Regions from separate parts of the Rattus norvegicus genome. Here region 2 is linked to region 1. A link is a contact called in public Hi-C data. All regions are on one chromosome and are shown on one strand. Each heading gives the region's core, a stretch centred on a gene start, on an enhancer-like site or on the middle of the called end of the contact. The rest is flanking DNA. Distances are from core to core; before and after follow the strand shown.

Region 1 (7,028 bases), core at 2,215-4,714:
CACTTCCTGTTAAGCCTCCTGTCAGTTTACCTGCGCCCCATCATGCATTCCCTTTGACTGGCTAAGGGACTCATGGCGCACACCGAGAATAGCCTCTACTTGACCAGAGATCTGGGCCTCAGGTCAACTCAGGTGCGTGGACGCACACAGGTTTTCCAGGTCCCTGCTGGGAACTCCTGTGGCGCCTCATCTTGGCCTTGGGGTGGGAAGGGATATCGTCCCCCTTCCTTCAACACTACCTCACCACCCACCTTCCCTCAGGCTCCAAAAGCTTCTTCAGGGATTCAGTGTACATCCTGACCCTCCTCCAGCATTCCTCGGGCCCTTCTCCTCCCTTTGATCTGTCTGCCTTGCTGCAGAAGGAGCTATTCATAGCCAAGATGATGCAAAATTTATAAAGTGTGGCTGGCAAGGCTGAAACCGCCCCCAGCACATGGCATGCTGCCCCCACCCCCACCCTGGAGGTTCTTCCTCCATGTGAGGGTGTGTGTGAGAGTGAATGAGCGTGTGAAAGTGAGTGGGTGTGTAGTGGGGGTTGGATTGCCTCACTATCAGACGGCTGTCGCTGTCATGGTCCTGGTGGGTCATCTTCCCCTTCCTTGTCCTTCCCCTCCTTTGTCCTGACAGGACTGGAGATGGAACTCAGGGCCTCTCCCTTGTCACTTGGTGCTCTGCCTAATCTGTTTTTAGCCTTTGTTACTTTTGAAGAAATTGATTAATTTTGGTGTCGTTGGTCTCTGTTTTGAGACAGGGTCTCGCGTAGCCCAGGCTAGTCTCAGACTTGTATAGCAGAGTTTGACCTGGAACTCACTTCCCTCCTGCCTCTACCTCCTGGAGTGTGGGCATGTGCCGCCACACCCGGCTTTAGTGTGCTGTTTTGAAATATGTATGCCTTGTGCAATGGCTGCTTCCAGCTGAGTGACACAGCGTGACCACATACACTTGTCGTTTTTTGTGGTGAGCACACTGCTCACTCCTTTCCAAGGCTGAATGATTCTGTCCTGCAGACAGACATGCTATTCTCTTCGTGCCTCACCATGGATAGGCGGAGCTTGCTTTTGCCTTCTGGCTGCTGTGCATGGCACTGTTGCCAAAAAACTGGGGCCCACATTTTTCTCTGAATACTTACTTCAATTCTCCTAAACAGAGACGTTCAAATCCAGTTGTGGCTCACGGTTCTGATGCTATGAGGGCCCGTTTTCTTTCTGGTTGAAGCCTCACAACAATCCTCAGAGGCCCCCACTGCCCCCTATTTCCTCCTCTGGTCCTGTTGAGCCCGAAAGCTCCACTGAGCTCCCTGGCCCTGGGTGTATCTACCCCAGGGCTGCATCCATTGTATACTTTTCCCCATCCATTAGCCCCCGGTATTCCCTAGAGTTCCAGCCAAGGCCTTGAGCCCACAGGGACAAGATACAATGGCAAAGGCAAGACATAGGGAATGGCCCTGGCCTAGTTGGTCACAATCGAGTAGAAACTGAACCCCAGATCTGAAGCTTTTACTGAAGCTGTGTATCTTCCATGGGGACACCCACCCACCTCCTACCCAGGAATGTCAAGCCACAGGTGATACACAGCTAATTTTTTCTGGAAACTAGTTTTGCTAGGAGATCTGGGAAGGAAAGAATCCTAGGTAGACTTTTCTGATTATATATGCCAATATATATAACTATATATGCCTATATACCCTTATATATGCCTATGTATACCTATATATGCCTATGTATTACAATAGTCATCTATCTATATTTATCCATATATGTTTACATCTATCTATATGCTTATCTATCTATCTATCTATCTATCTATCTATCTATCTATCTATCTATCTATCTATCCTTTAGTGGGGTATGTCTAGCATGTAAGACTTTCTCCTCACCTACCAACTCCTGGATGCTCCCCTCCCCCCGATCACAGTGCTATCACATCTCCCTGTCAGTTTCTCCAGTAGATATTTAGGTGAGTGTCTTTTTTCCACATCTTACAACTCTCAGGCCACACTTCATTCCTGATGAAAGCCAGGGCAGGAACTCAAGGTGGGAACCTGGACACAGGAGTGAAGCTGATGCCATGGAGGGATGCTGCTTACTGGCTTGCTCCCAATGACTTGCTCAGCCTGCTTTCTTATACAACTTAGGGCTACTTGTCTAGGACTGGCACCACCCAGAGTGGTCTGGGCTCTACCACAGTAGTTATTATCAAGAAAATGCCATACAGGCTTGTCTGGAGGTAAGTCTAGGGGAATATTCTCAATTGCAGTTCCCTCTTTCCAAATGATTCTACCTTGTGTGAACTTGACATATAAACACATCACTATTAAACCATAAACTTCCCTTTCTTATTTGTCCCAGAGATCTTATATTAATATCACTAACACAATATAAAACATTGCAAAAGTCCTTCAGCCTTAAAAGAATTCAAATATTTAAAAAAATTCAGTCTCTTTAAAACATCCAAAGTCAGGGTTGGGGATTTAGCTCAGTGGTACAGCGCTTGCCTAGCAAGCACAAGGCCCTGGGTTCAGTCTCCAGCTCCGAAAAAAACGAAACAAAACAAAACAAAACGTCCAAAGTCAGCTGTTGGTGGTGGCTCACGCTTTTAATCCCAGCGCTAGGGAGACAGAAGCATGTGAATCTCTGAGTTCAAGGCCAGCCTGGTCTATAGAGAGTTCCAGGACAGCCAGGGCTATATAGAGAAATCTTGTCTCAAAAAACCAAAACAACACAACAACAAAAAAGCCCAAACAACAACAATACCAAAAAACCCAAAAAGCCAAAAACAAAACAAAATAAAACAACAACAAAAAACCCACAAAACAAAACAAAACAAACAAACAAAAAAACCCAAACCAAAACAACAACAAAAACATTCTAAGTCTTTCTAAAATTCCAATGTCTCTCTGAAACCGCTGAATTTCTTTAAAAGTTCAAAGTCTCTCAACTTTGGGTTTTTGTAAGAATTAAAATAAATCATATCCTTTTTACCCCAGGAGGGAAGAACCAGGGGGCAGTTATAATTTAGTCAGAGCAAAACCAAAGTTCACCAGTGTAAAGCTCAGGATCAGATTCTGGAACCCACGCAGGATCCTCAGGGTTCCAAAGGCTGTAGACAGCCCCATTCCCCCAGCTCTGCCATACCCAGCACAACACAGCCTGTCTCAGGATCGGGCTGGCTCCATTCCACAGCCACTGCTGTGCTTGGCTGTCATCCCATGGTGCTGGCATCTCTGAAATGCTGGGGCCTCTGCTGCAACTGGGCTGTACCTTCACAGAGCCTCTCCTGGGCTCTCTTCAGGGACACTGACTGTCATATTGTACCAAGCTTCAACCTTTCTCTGTGACCCCCCTCAGTCCTGAAGTTTCTAACTCCCATCATGGCATCTCCTAGTTTCTCCTGGCACCAAGCCTCAGCAGCACTCCATGACCTCTTCATGCCTCCAAAACCAGTACTGCCTGGGAGGCTGTTACGCATGACCAAGTTTGGCTGCTAGCATGTGGTATATATAGCCTTGGCCCTCTCTGGACCATGGCTTCTGTGTGCTGATCCTGAGGAAATAGTTCCCAGAAAAATCTTGCCTTGATGCTGACCTCTTATTAATCACAGATCATAGATCCAACTGAACAGAATCAATTGTCCCAGAAAAACAAAGGTTTTGCCTTGATGGTTCAAATATTACGTAAGTGGTACTGATACAGTCTTCGCTTCCCTCTGAAATATCACAAGTTAGGCCTCCATTGTCTGCTCTGCTGACAGTTTCTCTCCTAAGTTCCCACATCTCTTAAGGCTCTTGAGTTAAGTTTCTATTGTTGTGTTAAAACACCATGACCAAAAGCAACTTGGGAAGGCAAGTTGTCATCTCATCTTAGAACTCTAGGGTCACACTCCATCATTGAGGGAAGTCAGGACAGGAACTGAAGGCAGGAACCTGGAGGCAGGAACAGAAGCAGAGGTTATGGAGGGATGCTTCTTACTGGATTGCTCTTCATGGCTTACTCAAGCTTTTTCTTACACAGCTCATGACTTCCTGTCCAAGGCTGGTACAGCCCACAGTGGCCTGGGCCCTCCCACATAAATAAAAGTAGTCAAATAAAAAGTACTCCCCAGGTTTGCCCCCAGGCCAATCGTAGAGGTTTTTTTTGTTTTGTTTTGTTTTGTTTCAATTACAGTTCCCTCTTCCTAAATGATTCTAGCTTGTGTCAATTTGACGTAAAACTAACCAAGACAGTGGGCTTCCCTCGCTACCCCTGAACCTTTGAATCCCCAGAGCAATAGGAAAGAGACCACTGGCCATGTCGCCTGGGTAGCTAAGCAGCCCTTTGCCACTGCTGCAGACATGAAGCAGGCCTGTGGTTTTGCTTCTCCGCCCCCCACAGGGACCATGATTTCTGTCAGTGGTCAACCTCTCTATTGCTTTCTGAACAGCTACGTGCGCTCAAAAATGTTCAGCTGACTGACTGGTATTGTTGCAATTCAGACCTGGGACAAAGAGCTGAGTTACATACCAAAGCAGACCTGGCCTCCAGGTTCTCCCAGCATCCCTCAGTTCCTGCCTGGCATATCCCACCCTCTATCCTAAACTTTCCAGCCCAGGGGCTGGGCTGCCCTTCCCCCAGAGCCTTTTTCCTATACATTCCAGACATTTTAGTCTCTCCCTTTCTTTGTGTGTGCTCCTTTTCTCTTTCTCTTCCCTCCTCCTCTCTTTCTCCCTCCTCATGGTGACTTCCCTGGCCGCAGTCCTTGGAACAAGTGAACCCACCTGAGAGCCACTTCCCACAAAACCTGTCTATATACTTTAATCTTTGTACTCTAATTGGCTCATTTCACGGGTGGGCAAATAACTTATCAGGTATGTCTTTTCACGGACCAATAAAAAAGACAGGAAAAATCTCAGATGCATGATACAAAGAGAAGCTTCTCGCCCTGTAATCCAGTCAAAGCCTTTCAGTAATAGGAAGCAAGTATCCTACCACGATTACCAACGTCTCAAGTTCTTCCTCCCCTCCGAGCCATCAAACTATGTTTTCTTTCTAGAACTCTTACAGAAAATCCATTCATAGAAAAGGATATAAACCTTTTATGCTACCCTAGCAGCCTCCAATTTTATCTTCTCAGGTTATATATATTTCTATATGAGACATCTCCACACCTAGGTGTATCCTCCTGGTTACCTTGCTTTCTCTTAATTCTCATGCTTATGCTTTGTGGTGGATTGAATGAGAATGGCCCCATAGGATCATGCATTTGAATGTTTAATCCCCAACTGGTCGAACAGTATGGGAAGGATTAAGAGGCATGTCATGGTGGACAGGCTCTGAGGTTTTAAAGTCTTTCCCATTCCCAGTTAGCTTTCCTTGCTTTGGGTCTCAAGATGTGATCTCTCAGTTACTGCTCCAGTCCATGTCTCTATACCTGCTTGTCATGCTTCCTGCCATGATGGTCGCGGACTCCAGGCTTCTGAAACTGTAAACCCTAAATGAACTCTTCTTTGTAGAAGATGCCTTGATCATGGCATCTTACCACGATAATAGAAAAGTAACTAAGACAGAAGCTGGTACCAGGGAGTGAGCTATTGCTGTGACAGGCTTGACCATATTGGCTTTTTGGATGAATGTAGAAGTTTTCAGTACTTTGGACTAGGAAAACTGTTGAGCTCTGTCAGCAGAGTTTAACAGGCCATCCTAGTGAAGGCTTGGAAGACAATAGTGCTGAGAGTGAAATGGACTATGGAGGCCCAGTTCAAAATGTAGAAGGTAACAATATTAGCAACCGGGCTAGAGATACTTTGTAATATTTTAGTGATTAACACAACTGCCTTTTGCCTGTGTCCTAAGAATTTGCCTGAGGGTAGAGTGAAAACTATTGGATTACTTTCATTGGCAGAAAAGATTAGAGGACAGCCTAATATAGGCACTGTCTCAGGGTTGTTAGTAATCTTTTTATTGACATAGGCTTATAATTGAAAACCAAAACAACAACAACAACAACAACAACAACAACAACAAAAAACAGTAGCCGAAGACAGGGAATAGATTCAGCCCAAAAGAGAAGAAGTGTGTTGCAATCAGCAAAGGTGGAGGACAGAGCCATTTGAATCTTCTCACATCACACATGGAGTTATAGGATTTAGAGTTTTCCCTGCTGAGTCGTGGTCTTGTTCTGGTCCAGTATTTTCATACTATACGCCCATTTTTCCCTTTTGGAATGGCAGTGTATATTGTGTAACATTGCATGTTGGAAGTATGTGATTTGTTTTTTAATTTTGACTTTGTAGGAATTTACAGTTAAGAGATTACTTGGTGGGGTTGGGGATTTAGCTCAGTGGTAGAGCGCTTGCCTAGAGAGCTCAAGGTCCTGGGTTCCGTCCCCAGCTCCGGGGGTGGGGGTGGGGGGGGAAGAAACAAGAGATTACTTGGCATCTCAGAAGAGACTTTGAATTTTTAGTTAAAGAGCGTTAAGACTATGAAAGATTATGGGGAGCTTTGAAGTAACGCTAAGCGTGTTTTGCATTATGATATGGCTACAGGCCTATGGGAACCAAGGAATGGAATGTGGCAGTTTGAATGAGAATCGCCTCCATAGGTTCATCTATTTGAGTACTTAGATGGTAGTTGGTGGAACTGTTTGGGAAGGAGTAATGGGTGTGGCCTTGTTGGAAGAGGTGTGTCACTGGGGCTGGGCTTTGAAGTTTCAAAATCACTAGCCATTTCTAGTTAGCTCTCTCTCCCCTGATGTTTGTGTCTCAAACTGTAAGCTCTGAGCTATTGCTCCAGTCTATGCCTGCCTGCTGATGTGCTCACCACCATGAGGGTCATGGATTCTAATTCTCTGAAACTATAAGTCCCAAATAAGCTCATTCTTCCATAGGTTGCATTGGTCATGGTATTTTATCACAGCAATAGAAAGTAACAAAGACATGCCTCTATTAAAATATTTTTAGAAAAATCTCCAATCTTCTTCTTTATCATACCTGAAGAATTAGTTCCAAAATTCTTCCTGGTATCAAAGCCATGAATCCTGGTTTTGTTTCTAAG
Region 2 (7,028 bases), core at 2,422-4,921, 37 kb after region 1:
CGGTGACAATCATGGAGATGAACAAGAAGCCAGACTCCTGGGGGAAAGGCAAAGCAAGAAAGGGAAAGTAGGATGGCTTAGGGGTGGTCTTTCCCAGGGGAGTCTTGAGATGCACTGAAGGAAAAGCAATGAGAGAAACAACACTCCTGCCTGAAAGGGGAGTGGGTGGCTAGGGAAGGATTGAGTTGGTGGCAGGCCAGTATGTCTGGAAAGGAGACTGGAGCATGTGGAGGGCAGAGGCTAGGCCAAAATCTAGGAGAGGCAGAAGAAATCCTATCCTTGGAGAAGGTGTTCTTGAGGAGCACCAGGTGCTGCCAGGCCAACAAAGACTCCGAGGAAGGACCTTTTGGTTTTCACAGGAGCTGGTTGTCAGAACTGCTGCCAGCTGCTAGGCAGAGAGGCCGGCATTTCAGACTGCTACCTACGGAGACAGGATACTGAAGCCTTTAGGGAGTTTCTCTGAATGCCTTTGCTGTTCTTGCTGTCCTCATGACAAGGAAGGGTTTCCAAATAAGCTGATGGCTTCCTCTGGGTGCCCCAGTCTGGGACTGTATGGGTACACAGGCTTTTGGCTGAGAGAATGGACGGGGCCCCAGTTATAGCCTTGTCTAGGAGGATTCTCTCAGATGGAGGGACAGCCACACAGGTCCTATGGGAATGTATGCGTGTGGCAGGACAACTCATCTCTATGCCGTGCAAGGCAGGAATTGATTTTCTGTGGTTGTGGCCACCCCATACTTTACAGAGAAGAAAGTGGGACTTTAGTGAGAAATGTGTCCTTGGGCGCTGTGCTGGAAACAATCGTGCTGAGACTGGGCACGTCCTAAAACACCCCCCCTCAGCTCTGGAGAGAGGCAGGATGTCTTGATCCACCATGTCCTGTCCATACCTGGAGCCCTGCTTAGAGGGAGTACTCCTGTGTGGCTGTCCTCTGTCCTCTGTCACTGAAACTTGACCATGGGTGTGCTCTCCATGAGGAGGCCAAGACGATGAGCCTGGTAGAAGACTCATGATATCCTAGAAAGAGATGTGAGTTTTGATTAGGAAATGAAGTTGGTTCCTGCTTGTAAGCTGGAGGGCGGGATGGGAAGTCTAGAGTGCAGTGCTTGTGGGGGATTGGGCCATTTCTCTGGTGGGTTTTGTTAGATGACCTTGGACAAGACAATTGTCCTATCTGTGAAGTGTGGCTGATAACAGGGTGGGGGGAGTCCCCCACCCCAGCTTTATACAGTCCTCTGAGGCCCTTGCCCAGATAAACAGCTGAGGGGGGCTGTATACTCGCCCATATGTAAATGTGCACGTGTATATATGTGCATGTGTGTATATGTGCCTATATGTAAATGTGCATGTGTGTATATGTATGTATATGTGCATGTGTGTATATGTACACGCATGTATATGTGCATGTGTGTATATGTGCATATGTGTATATGTGCCTATATGTAAATGTGCATGTGTGTATATGTATGCATATGTGTGTGTATGCTCCACCCTAAGACCCCCTTGAACTCATTACTGGAGATGTTTAAGATCCTAGACCCAATGGAGATCTATAGTGTTCTGTCCATTTTCTTGTCTACCAGCATGCTGTGAGCTCTTTGGAGTTTCTGGTGTAGCCCCTCAAGTGCAACTTGGATTTGCTCTTCCTGAGAGAATAAAGAAGCTTGTAGGCAGGGGAAATTTTCCCTTACTTCTGCCTTTGGCTTCTCTTCTCCGGACACCAGGACTGGGTAGGGTGGACCAGGGGTATCCCCGGTATTTTCCTCCTTGTTCATTCAGAAGATAGTAATCAGGACATCATGTGCCTGTCCAAGGCAGACCTGGGGAATGGGGACCTGGGAATGGAGTCCCTGGGGATACCCATTTTCTCTGTATTGTGGTCTTCAACAGTAACTAGACAGGAAGGCATGGCCAACTGAAGGACACACTTGGTTCTGAGACACCCCCTCTTCTACCATCGTGCGACTAGATAAGCAACTATCTCGATGGACCTCCATGTCTTTATCTGTAAAGTGGGTCCATGGATCATATGACCTCCCAGAGGATCATAATGGCAGCAGAGTAACTCTAGCTAAGTCCTTAGCACAGAGGACGGCATAGATCGCTCAAGCACCCAAGACCCACCAGCTACTCAGCTACTGTACATATACTCATCTCATTCAACCTTCACCATTCCCATAACTCACTGAGCCCCATAATGTCCCACAGGGAATCCAGAGACTGAGTGCTGATGTGGCTTGCACGGAGGGTTACTTGGTGGTAGAGGTCAGATAAGCATAACCCGAGGCAAGCGAGCTTTTTGGAGACTCTGGGGCCTGGATGAGGAGTTGGCTCCCTGGAGTTGGGCTGGTGGGTTCTGCAGTGCTCTGAAGAAGCTTCCAGAGCCTGGGCATCTGGGTGGCCAGAAAGCCATGCTTCTTGGCTAGGAGCCTGTATCTAGTGTCTCTGCTATTCAAATGCCTAATTATATTTCACATTATGGAGGAGCTGGAGACCAGGGCGCTGGGCAGTTTTATGAAGCTTGTGTTCTGCCTGTAGACCTGCCTTCTCAGCCAGATTCTTCAGTGTTAGGGTTGAGCTGGGGGTCAGCCCTATGATAAAATGGGATTTCCCTGAGGCCAGCTAGGCTAATCGGCTGCCAGGCTGAAAGGTCTAGGCTCTGCAGGAGGCAGAGACTCGAGGTCCAGACAATAGGCTCCAGGAGACTGGGAGAGGAGAGTACCAAGGGTGCCTTCCAGACAAGAGTGGGCAAGGGGAGGGGAGTCACATGGAATTAGATCAGCAGAGAAGCCAGAAGGAGGAGCACAGAAAAAGCAAGAGATAAAAGCTAAATGCAACACAAGATGGGAAGAAGCGATATGATATTAAAGAGGGTGGAGTGTGCCTGTGACCCCGTGCTTGGTGTGTAAGGGGAATGAATATGTGAGCTCAGAAGCAAGCCTGTGTGGATGTGTTGACTGATCCCATCCCGTATGTGCCTGTGTGACTGTGACTGCACCTGTGCACCTTAGCCACCGCGCTCCTCATCTCATGCATTTTGTGCAGGTGTTGCCTGAGCTTGCTCGGTATCCTGCCGTGTGCAGCCTGTCCAGATTCCCTCGTCTGCCTGTAGTCTGAGTATATATATGCTCGCCATGCACCTGTGTGTGCGCGTGTCCCCGGGAAGATGTGTGTGTGTGTGTGTGTGTGTGTGTGTGTGTGTGTGTGCCACGCGCGTGCGCGCGTATGTGTTCGCGCGCGCGCGCTCCAGTGCGCAAGTGGCTGGTGCGTGTGGGGGGCAGCTGGGGCCAAGAGGGGCCACCGGGCCAGGCCAGGGCGGTGGTGGGCGGGATCAGCGGCGCCGCGGCGCAGGGCGGGCGTGCTTTTGGCGGAGAGTTGGAGGAGTTACCGAGCTGGGCTACTGTGGCAGCGGGGCGCGGAGCTGGGTGCGCGCAGAAGCTTCTGCCTCCCGCCGCCTCCTCGCCCTCCATTCCTCGTTCCCTGTCTTCCCTGGGCCACGCCGCGACTGCGCTGCCACCGCCTCCCTGGGAACGGTCGCCGGGGGAGGGTGCCCTGTACGATCGAAGCCCGCTGGGAGGTGCAGGACACCCACACCCGGCTCTGGGGAGCGCGCCCGGCCCTGCCCGGGATCAGATAACTGCGGCGGGGGAGGGGGTGGGTCGGCGGTTCTTGTCGCGGGACTGAGCGACAGAAGCCAGCGGCAAGCCCGGAGCGAGAGCCGAGTGGCTGGGGGCGCCGTCTGGGCGTGCGCCCCCGACCCATGGCTGGCTGGTGGCACCCAGCGCCCGGGAGCGACGCGCCCCTCGGCGTGGAGCGCTCCCAGGGGCTGCGCTGAGGCGGCGGCGGCAACGGTGGCAATGCAGCCAGCGCAGCGGCGGCCGGGACCCGGAACGGCCGCGCGGAGCTTGGAGGACGCGGGACGCGCCGCGCCCCGGCCACTGACCGAGGTAAGAGCGCGGCCGCGGGCGCACGGCCCACCCGCCCGGCCCCTGTTCCCATCAGACAGCTTCCCGCCCCGGGTGAGCGAGGGGTGGTGCAGCAACAGGGAAGGTGAGGCAGAAAGGCTCCTTCCGTTCCTTTTTCTCCTTTCCCGTGGTGAACCACCAGATGAAATGCTGACAGAGAGCTTTTCTTCCCCTGCCATATTTCAGGCTACAGCCACCAGGGAAGTTTGCTCCGGGCTAACCTCTTTCCCAGTGTGTATGTGTGTGTTGCGAGGGCGGGGGGCGGCTCTTGGAAACTTTGAGGAGCTCTTGATCCCCCTCAGCCGGCTGGATTGAGGGGGCTCGTAAGGCAGCGGGCGGAGCCACTTTTGCGCGCAGCATTGGTCCTAGGCGTGACCTTACCCGAGAGACCTGTGATGAAGATGAGGTACAGAGTGAGTGCACAGGTTCAGCTAGCGACCTGAGAATGCTCCCTGCTAAGACCTGGGATCTTTGGAGTCATTTCTTTCCCACCGCCTGTGCTGTAATGGAGTAAAAATATTCTGGAGGTGGTTCTTAACCATCCATCTAGCCTGCAAGTCCAGGACACCTTTTGCTTCTTAGATTTGGTCTTGAGAAACCCAAAGGGGCTCAGGGCAGAGGGTCTCTCCTAGGCGCACAAGTCTATTCTGGTGTCCTGTGAGGAACCGTGAGACGGCTGGGACGGAGAGCTTCTGAAGAGCCTTTGGGGAAAGCGGGAGAGCCGAGGCCGTAGACTCGTAGACTCGGCCCCTGCCTTAATTTGTGCACATGTCCTGTGAATACCTTAGAGCTCACAGGAAAGTGTCACTTCGGTGAAGGCCTCCAGTTCTAGGAGGTTCTGCCACCCTACTGCATAGACCTAGTGGGATTGGGGCGGCCCTTCTGGCCATCCCCAGAGTGTGACGTTGTCTTTGGCCCTTTCTAGTTTCTTCCTTACTACCTGTACCCAAGCCTGAAGCTGGCAGTAAAGATCTAGGGACTTTCTGGCCTTGGCATCCACCTCCTGAGCACTGGTTAGAGGCTTCAGCTCTCTGGATGGCCTCGGTGCCCACTTGCCGCTGAGATCAGTTGCCTCCTCCTCCAAGGTGGGAACCCACAAGGCTTAGGCTTCCAGCCTTCAAACGCTCTGAGAGATAAGCGAAATCCCGCCCTGGCTGCTGTCCCACCTCACTAGACTCCAGCCTGGCACTACACCGGGTGGCTGATTTGGGACCCCTCACCAAAATCTACCCATGAACAGGAGAAGTGCAGGGAGGGGAGGCAGATTGGAATACCAGGCTCCTCCTTGAAAATTCCTTCCTCTGTATTCCCAGGAGAGCCCCTTCAGGGCCTGTAGGGGAACCCCAAAGAGACTTCTCAGCGAAATCATCCGCTGTGCTCAAGGGGTCCCTCCAATTAGTCAGGAGACACAAGGGTCTCTATCATAATAGGTGACCTGGATAGGTTGAGCCACTTGTGAGAATAAATGTACAGTTGTGGGCATGTGGCCCACCAGACCGGCCTCAGCTGGGAACAGGGAGAGGCTTAGTCAACCTTAGGGACAAGGTAGGTAGTTCTGGTGTGCTAGACAACAGAGCAGGACCTTCTTCTCCATTGAGCTACTGCTATATGCGTAAATGCAGTGTTGATACGGGACTGGCATTTGTGTACTTCAAGCCTTAACTGTTCTCTTTTGTCCTGGGCTGGGTGGGCACCATGGGGTAATGGATGAGTACTCTGTCACTGGGTTCTCCAGGTAAGGTCCTCTGTCGATGTGTGACTAGTGGAGGTAGGATTAGGAGTCTGTGCTGTGTTGGGAGAGGTATCTGCGGCAGGTGCTTCCAGAGCCATGCAACATGTTAGGTCAAAACAGAAGGCCTCCCCACTTTCCCCAAATCAGAAGCTTTCATACCAGGACCCCTGTGTTTCCCTCTGCTCTGCTCTAGGCAGGACCAGGCAGTACTGAATGGCCTTTTAGCTGTGAACTAACATGGCAGCAATAATGGTGACAACCCTGGCCACAGTGGCAACTCTAGGCTCTGCGACACTGGGGCCAGTACAGCCTGCAGACAGTTTCCTCTGGCTCAGCCAGGCCTCCGGTGCCTGGGGCCATAGTCGATATGACCAGTCATGGCACCCAAAGGCCTTGGCACAAAGCTATTGTGGAAGTGACTGCGTCATCACTGTCAGCAATCCCTGTGGTCCTTGCCAGCCCCCAGGCGGGGTCTGCTAGTATACTGTGAGGTTTGCTCAACACTCCCTGCTCCTGATTCCCACTCTGGACAAGACCCTTCCTGCAACAGATGTAGCTGGGCCTTGTGGCTGGGCCTTGTGGCTGGGCCTTGTCCAGGGCTTTGCTGTGAGTGAAACATGGGCAAAGCTACCCCTCCCGTGTGGACTGTCTTTGGAGCCTTGCCAGGGACTGACACTGAAAAGAGGCAGACAAGGGGCAGCTCATGGGCAGCAGGAGTGGGGAGGCTGAGCCGATGTCTCGGGAGGGTTGCTGGGAAGCAGAGGGTAAGGGGCAGACAGCAGGGAAAATAGTAGATAAAGCAAGAATGAGGGAGCTGTCTGGGACTGGGCTTCAGGCTTCAGAGGAGCTGTGGTGACGAAGGGGCTTTTCCAGAGGAACTGGCCCCAGGAAGGAGTTGAGGGCCCAGAGCTGGGCCAGCTAATTTAATTTGTTAATGGCTTGCCAGTGCAGAAGCTTGAATTGTCTCCTTTATATGGATGGGAATGGAGGCCAGGAGGTGTTGGAACTTCTGTGTAGCCTGTGTGCTTCTGACTGAGAGCCTAGGGCCCGCCCAGGGACAGGCTGCACCTTTCTGCCACTCACAGATACATTTACTGAGGGCAGTCTCTATCCCCAGGCAGTTCCCACTAAGCCCTAGGGCCTGCCTGCCTACCTCCCTATCTCCCAGGAAGTTGCTTCCTTGGGACCTGATGAAGACCTGGCATGGAGGTAGTGTTCCACAAATGCTCCCTGAGGCTTCAGTGGCAGCCGTCTTGTGATGTGGCCAGAGCTGTAGTGGGTGTGAGCTCCAGAGTGTCCAGCATACAGAAACAGTAAAAGACTGTTCAGAA

The links. Hi-C and Micro-C count contacts between places; a contact is called where the count stands out from the background.
Region 2: a contact with region 1 is called in a Hi-C map of psoas muscle, with 2.2 times the contacts expected there. The contact joins the promoter of Kcnj12 here to the enhancer-like site in region 1. A contact is called at or near these places in 2 of 12 Hi-C or Micro-C datasets (hepatocytes and psoas muscle).

Annotation. Positions count from the first base shown.
Region 1 is chr10:46,155,192-46,162,219 of GRCr8, forward strand. No RefSeq gene overlaps it. Among named protein-coding and RNA genes, the nearest start is that of Kcnj12, 37 kb to the right of the region's middle. Within about 2 kb of position 3,465, at least 33 of the 93 cell types and tissues checked have an H3K27ac peak or open chromatin away from gene starts, as enhancers often do.
Region 2 is chr10:46,192,439-46,199,466 of GRCr8, forward strand. It overlaps Kcnj12 (potassium inwardly-rectifying channel, subfamily J, member 12), which reads left to right and starts at 3,672. Exons shown (of 2, transcript NM_053981.2): 1 at 3,672-3,947.